2 separate regions of the Mus musculus genome follow, and region 1 is linked to region 2. A link is a contact called in public promoter capture Hi-C data. All regions are on one chromosome and are shown on one strand. Each heading gives the region's core, a stretch centred on a gene start, on an enhancer-like site or on the middle of the called end of the contact. The rest is flanking DNA. Distances are from core to core; before and after follow the strand shown. Region 1 holds the start of Rock2 (Rho-associated coiled-coil containing protein kinase 2). Region 2 holds the start of Ntsr2 (neurotensin receptor 2).

What was found. Promoter capture Hi-C pulls out the DNA fragments that hold promoters and counts their contacts.
Region 1: a contact with region 2 is called in a promoter capture Hi-C map of neural stem cells. The contact joins the promoter of Rock2 here to the promoter of Ntsr2 in region 2. A contact is called at or near these places in 6 of 39 promoter capture datasets (embryonic stem cells, liver, neural stem cells and 1 more), 2 of 484 Hi-C or Micro-C datasets (cardiomyocytes and embryonic stem cells) and 1 of 9 other capture datasets (pancreatic islet).

Annotation. Positions count from the first base shown.
Region 1 is chr12:16,893,140-16,896,471 of GRCm38.p6, reverse strand. Rock2 (Rho-associated coiled-coil containing protein kinase 2) reads right to left here and starts at 1,494. Exons shown (of 33, transcript NM_009072.2): 1 at 1,142-1,494. The coding sequence starts at 1,282.
Region 2 is chr12:16,651,950-16,655,450 of GRCm38.p6, reverse strand. Ntsr2 (neurotensin receptor 2) reads right to left here and starts at 1,981. Exons shown (of 4, transcript NM_008747.2): 1 at 1,328-1,981. The coding sequence starts at 1,951. It also overlaps a transcript of Lpin1 not described here.

The DNA of each region.
Region 1 (3,332 bases), core at 245-2,744, 240 kb before region 2:
AGGAACCCACTACCAAACAAAAACACTCCCCCCGCCCCCAAAAGTCAAAATCTCTATATTTACACATCCTATAGAGCGATACCCACACTCTAGTCAGTTCCTGCGCTGTGGCCAAACAGAACTGAGTCACTCTGCAAATGATTCCAGAAACCTCAAAGGATAACCAACGGCCTCAGAAGAAAAGTTAGTCAGTGGAAAGGGAGGAGACAGTTTTTCTCATCACAGAGTCACTAGGCTTCTCCTAGCAGAGCTCAGGTCTGACATGCTTTTTGGCACAGAATGCCTGATCACCCACCCTAAGTCTAGACCTCCAAAGCTAATAGCCGGAGTATCTTTTTTTTTTCCGACTTCTCCTCAGGGTACACGTTCACACCACTTTTTCCCATAAATGCAACTCTAGGTGCACACTAATCAAATTCGTTTGCCAAGCATAATCGCTTCCCTCAACACGACCAGAAGTATACCAGCATTCTACATGGCATTTATTGTAAATCGTGTTCTTTTCTTAACCGAGCTCCAGTTAGCTGCCTTTTCCAAGGCTCTTAATTTGGATTTTGAATGCTATGGGAAAGACAAGATGAAGGGGAGAGATTTATCCCATTCTACAATTCAGACTCATTTCTTGGCTTCAGAGCAACAATCTCCGGAAATTTAATTTACATAAATTCAAATGTACTAAATAGCTACTATGGAATGTCCAAGAGCAACTGAAAGCAGCAAACTTGAGCTAGCTGTGCGTTCCCAGCTTCCTGACGAGCTCTTTGTCGTGTGCCCCCGGTGGTACTCCCAATAGGAAGAGCGTCGGGTTTCTTTCTCCCTGGGTTTTCACCCTAGCTCCCACACTGCGTGACACTTTCAAATTGGGTAGCCCAGTGTAGGAAGCACAGCCAATCCTCCACCTTTCCGCCCCAAACCAACTGGGTAGGCGGGAAGGAGACCAGGGGTGTTTCCTCCCTGCGCGCTCCAAGAACGGGGGCGGCCGAGATGACACTCGCTCGGCAGGGAGGTGGACCCGAGAATCCCAGGTGGGGTCTCCACTCTGGAACCTGGGTCTCCAGCTCCCCGGGCAGCCGGAAGCGGGGCGGGTGGGCCGAGGGGGGACCAGGCAGGGCGGGGAGTTCCCTCCCTAGCCCGCACCTACCAGCAGACTCTCCACGTTGATGGGCGAGCGAGGGTCTCGGATGAGCGCCTCCAGCTTCCTCTGACGGCCGGCGCCCGCCCCGTCCCCCGGCGCGGTCTCGGGGGCGCCGGGCATTTTCCCCGTCGGCGGGGGCCGGCTCATGCCGCTTCGCCGGGCCTAGCGCCGCCCGCGGAACCTCCGCCCCGGCACGCCGCGCGCCGCTGTCTGAGGAGCCGCCCGGCCCGGCCGGGAGCAGCGAGGCACACGGCGTCCCCGCCCCTCAGCCGCACGCGCGCCGCCCGGCCCGTAGCGAGCTCGCCAGGACCCGGCGGGCGGGAGCGGGGAAGGGGCGCCCGCGCCGCACCACCCCGCCCTCGGGGCTCAGGCCGCTAGGGCCGTCGCCCGTCCACCCGCATATCGCCGCCGGCCGCCTCGCGCGCCCACACGCCCGCTCCCCTCACACGCAGTCGGAGCCGCGTCCCTACTCGGCCGCGCGCCGCCGCTACCCACAAGCCCCTCCGCCCGCGGTCGGCTGCGCGCGGCCCGGCCCCGCCCCGCCCACCCCGGCGCGGCCCCGCGGCACGCCCCGCCCCTGGCCTCCGGCCACGCCCCGCCACCGGGCTGAGCAGCCAGGCTTCTTTTCCGTTCCCGCCGCCTGGCTAGTCTCCCTGCCTCGTCGGGCCGGTTCGCGGGACTGGGAGGCGGGACGGATGGCAGCGCGGTGCCCCGTGGTCCCCGTCGTGTGTCCCACGTCGCCGGCCGGACCCAGAGGCCTAGTTGACGTCCGCGCCCCCCGCCCGCTGTGTCCCGCTGACTCAGCGCGCAGCTATGCAAGCCGCGCCGAACTGCTGCGCCCCGGGTCAGCGCCCTTCCCAGGCCTGGTGCGCCTGAGGCCTGCGCCTGGGGCTCCCAGGGGGCGGGGAGGCCGCGCCCCTAGCCCGCGCTAAGAGTGTGGGACTCGTTTGAATCCTGTTGAGTCCCGGAGCTGGGAGGCCTGGAGGAGTTGTTTCTGCCTCCGGGTCATAAATCCTAAACTCTCAGAAACCTTTGTGCCCTTCCCTGACCAAGGTGCCCGCCTGGCCTTAGACCTTAGACACTGGCCAGGCGGAGGGAACAGGAGGCAATAAGGAAGCGCTTCTGCATCCGCGGGGCCCTTGCTTTTGGAGAGTGAAAGAGAGGGGCTGCTTCTCCGCATTCCTGCCCTCTCCTTGCCCCCTAGCCATTGGTCAGATCCTCTCAGGGCGCAATCGGAAAACTATGTGCCAAGAGCTATAAAACTGTTCACAGAGCCCCTTTGACCCAGTAAGGCCATTTAAGGAAGTCCAAGTGTAAGGAAATGATCCGAAAAGAGGAGGACTTTGCGTGGAGATGTTTACAGCAGGGCTATTCAGAATGTTCGCAATGACCAAAACCCTGGGAGTGGACCCAATCTTCCAGCAGCTGAATAATCCAAACAAGCTCTTGTCATATTCACGGGAAGAATCCTACGGGTATTGCAAGCCGGTTGAGACTAGGGAAAATTTACCGGAAGTGAAAAAATGCAAAGGGGATTATGAACACTTTGAAATGAGCAGCTAAACAAGTGAGAGAACACACTTGCTCCTAACTGAATGGGATTTTCCCCCCACTTCTAAAGATGTCAAGTAGGGTGGTGGCCTCATAGGTCTTTAATGCCAGCTCTGGGGAGAGACAGAGGCAGGAGGGTTTGAGGCTAACCTAAGTCTAGAGAATGAGTCCCAGGACAACCAGAGCTACACAGAGAAAACTTGTCTTGAAAACAACAACAAAAAAATGCTAAAAAGCATATTGAATTTTTAAATTTGAAAACTTGTACTTATGGAAGCTAGAGTGTAATGCCCCTGAATAGTGAACTGTAGAGCTCCCTGGGGTGTCAAGGTAAATATGCAGGTAGGCTACAGCCCTGGCCTGGCCAAAATTGCATGCACTTCACCCAGCGCAGGGGTCCAAAAATGTCTGCCCTTCTGGGGAGAAGCCCCTCTGACTTGGATTAAGACAGGAAGAGTCTTTGATGACTGAAGAGAACCCTTTCTCTTGTAGATAATAAAACTGGCCTCTGGGTCAAAAAAAAAAAAAAAAAGTTCTTCAAGCCAGTAGGTAAATTTACTTCTTCATACGTCCACAGACCCAAAGCTAGGAGAGTAGAGCCAGCTAACCACTCTTTCCACCCATGCACTGGAGCATGATAATTAGA
Region 2 (3,501 bases), core at 732-3,231:
GCCTTCTTTTTGACATCCATGCAAATCTGGGCATGTGAATGACACACACCAACAGACAAGCACTCCGTTCTGCCCCAACAGGGACAGAGAACAGAAATAGGGCCTCCTGGGAGCCAGCAAATTGATAATTCTGACTCAGTGTCCCTGTTTTCCTCACCATCCCTGTCCTGAATCCTTTTCTTAACTTGAAGTTTCTTCCAACAGTGTCCCAACTGGAACCCTTCAGTTTCCTTGGACTCCCTCCCTTCCTCCCAGATAATGGCTGAACTCTCTTTCTAGAGATGGACATGATGTTTCAAATGCCAAACTCCTTTTAAAGCAAATCCATTACCAGCAAACTATTGTTAGGCATTTGGTCCCCTTGTCCCCATTCAAGAAGAACTTGAACCAGATAGGGAAAAGGCAGCCCCGTAGGACATGGTTAAACATGGGCACAATTGGCTCTTTCCATGGTTTCTCTTGGGTGAAGAGGGAGGTGGTAAGTGAAGGACGGATGAATAGGTCCTAGACTCCTCCCTTCCTGCCCACCAGACCCAGATGATACACACAGGATGGTGCAGAGAAAAGGAGCTTTATGCCAGGCACCGCAGCCTTGTACTGTGGCAAGAGAATAGGGTGGAGAGAAAGAGGTATCAAGATTAATATGAAAGAAACCAATGGCAGAGAAAGGCTGGGGACCCTCACCAACAGCTACACATAAGAGACAAAACAGTAGAAAAAGCTCATGGATTATAAATGTGGGAGAAGGCAGGTGCTGTGCAAATGGCACATACTCTACTCCTGGCCAGTGCCCTTGAGCTTCTAACAGCTCCCTCCTCTTCTGCTCTGTATCCACTTCAGTTGTGCAAGTGTTTTTCTTCCTGACAAACCCTTCTGTTCTACCACCATATGTGTGCCCCTAGTCTAATCCATTGTTCTGGCACACCCGGACTTGAAAATCTCAAGCAATAGCTGCAAGACTCCAGTCCACACCTGGCCAGGAATTCAATGCAGAAGATATGATGGTCCAGTCATCTATGCAGCCCCTAATCCCACACATGTCCTGATGCACCAGCCAGCATGCCTTTCTGCACTTTCACATGTTTACCCTTCCAGATCCTCTGTGTGCTCACGGGTAGTGAAGGGATGCTGCTTGCACCCTTCCTTGGTCCTTTGAATATCTGGGAAGGACCCTGGAGGAGTTGCTTTAGTTTCTTTCACTACCCCAGTGTGTGTGTGTGTGTGTGTGTGTGTGTGTGTGTGTGTGTGTGTGTGTGTGTGTGTGTTAAAGGCTAACTGTAGGACATAGGTTTCCCCTTCTACTGTACCCCACTCCCCACTCCCTTACCTGGATGAAGACCTGGAGCGTGGCGCGACTTACTAGCACCGTGCACACACGCGAGGCAGGCTCAGGCTCCCCGTCGGCCCTCTCCATTTCGTGCTTCTGTCCCATGATAACCGCCATGGGCAGGGCAAGGCCCAGAGAGGCGACCCAGACTAGTGACAGCAGGCGGCGGGTGCGGCGCGGGGTGAGCAGGCGGCGGGCGCGCAGCGGCTGGCACACGGCCAGGCAGCGCTCTGCGCTCAGGCTGGCCACGCTCAGCACCGTGGCGTAGGCGCACAGCTCACGCACGAAGTAATAGCCACGACAGCCGAGATCGCCGAAGACCCAGGGGTAGTGGGACCACACGAAGTTGTAGAGCTCCATGGGCACGCTGATCAGCAGTAGCAGCAGGGCTGACAGTGCCAGGCTGAGCACGTGGTAGCGCAGGCGCCCGGGGCGACCCGCCCGCGCCTTCAGCACCACGTGCACGGACAGCGCATTGCCGGCTGTGCCAAGCGCGAAGATGAGCGAATAGAGCGCGGTGAACAGCACCTTGGCCCAGAGGCGAGTGTCCACGCCCAGCCGCGCCTCCAGGCTCAGCCCTGCACTGGGGCTGGGCCTCGGGGGCCACAGGCTGCTGGTCTCCATCTCTGTCTCGTGGTGGCCTGATCTCCCTCCCTCTCACTGCCCAGAGCCTGGGCTAGCTGCCCGGGGAGCCAGCACCACCTCCTTTCTGGGAACCTCCAAAACTGGGAGGACACGCCTCTGGAGGGAGTTCCAGAATCAGTCTTCAATCTTTCTGCCATTTGGCTCATCCAGAAAAGCACGTGTTGGTGGAAGAAGGTGGGGGAGGACATCCTTTGAGGTTCACCTGGATGGCATTGCTGGTAAGCCATGTGACCCGTGGGTAGGTTTTTAAAAGCCCTCTGTCCCCACCCCATTGCTTTTCAACTTTAAAATACTACCCATGCTGCAGAATTTCTCTAGGGATCAAATGAGTTAATTGGCAGGCAGATGCTCAAGCTACAGTACAGACAGACAGACACAATTTGAACTTCGCAACATCCCTCACCCCCGTCTGTTTGTTGTCATTTCTATGAGCAATCTGAGAAAGAGACAGCTCAGAGAAGGCTTTGCCAGGCTTCAGCAACTTTGCTCTCATTAACCTGGCTGCCTCTGTGTGATGGTTTGTATGTGCTTGGCCCAGGGAGTGGCACTATTAGAAGGCGTGGCCTTAGCCGGGCATGGTGGCATACACCTTTAATCCCAGTACTTGGGAGGCAGACGAATTTCTGAGTTCGATGCCAGTCTGGTCTACAGAGTGAGTTCCAGGACAGCCAACCCTGTCTCAGAAAAACAAAAAACAAAAAACAAAAAACAAAAAACAAAAAAAGGCATAGCCTTGTTGGAGTAGGTTTGTCACTGTGCGTGTGGGCTATAAGACCCTCATCTTAGCTGCCTGGAGGTTAGTCTTCTCATAGCAGCCTTCAGATGAAGATGTAAAACTCTCAGCTCTGCCTGTACCATGCCTGCCTGGATGCTGCCATGCTCCTGACTTGATAATAATGGACTAAACATCTGAACCTGTAAGCCAGCCCCAATTAAAAGTTGTCTTTATAAGAGTTGCCTTGGTCATGGTGTCTGTTCACAGCAGTACAACCCTAACTATGACACTCTGTCGCAGTAATAACCTCAAGAAGGTGGCCAGTGCACGCACCCTCCTGGTATCACACTGTCCCAGGATGTCACCCTCAGAGCAGAGGGACGAGTGTGTGTTAAATCTGTTAAACTGTGCGTATTTGTGAGCTCATGAAGAAATGAGAACTCTGGAGCTGGAAGACTTTTTGGATACCCATCTTCCTGTTCAGAGGAGGTCTAGTGTCTACTGGGGACAGAATTAGATTGACACCCATACCTCCGGATTCTGTTTTTCCAACCTCACAGGTTGTATGGCCCAGTGACAATCAGTTTCATCTTCTTCCAGATCCATATCCACAATGAAACTGAGATTTATTCTCCTTCTATATGGGAAGGCTTCTGAGGTGGGGAATGGACGGGGAACAACACGCACTCCATGCCTTTATCTCCAAACCAGAGTTGGAGAGATGAGCACGCAGGCAGATACAGAGAAGCACAGCGTTGCGGAGCAGAACCAAAGCCTCTCTTCCCTGAAGATGCTCTTGTCAGGTTTGTCTGAG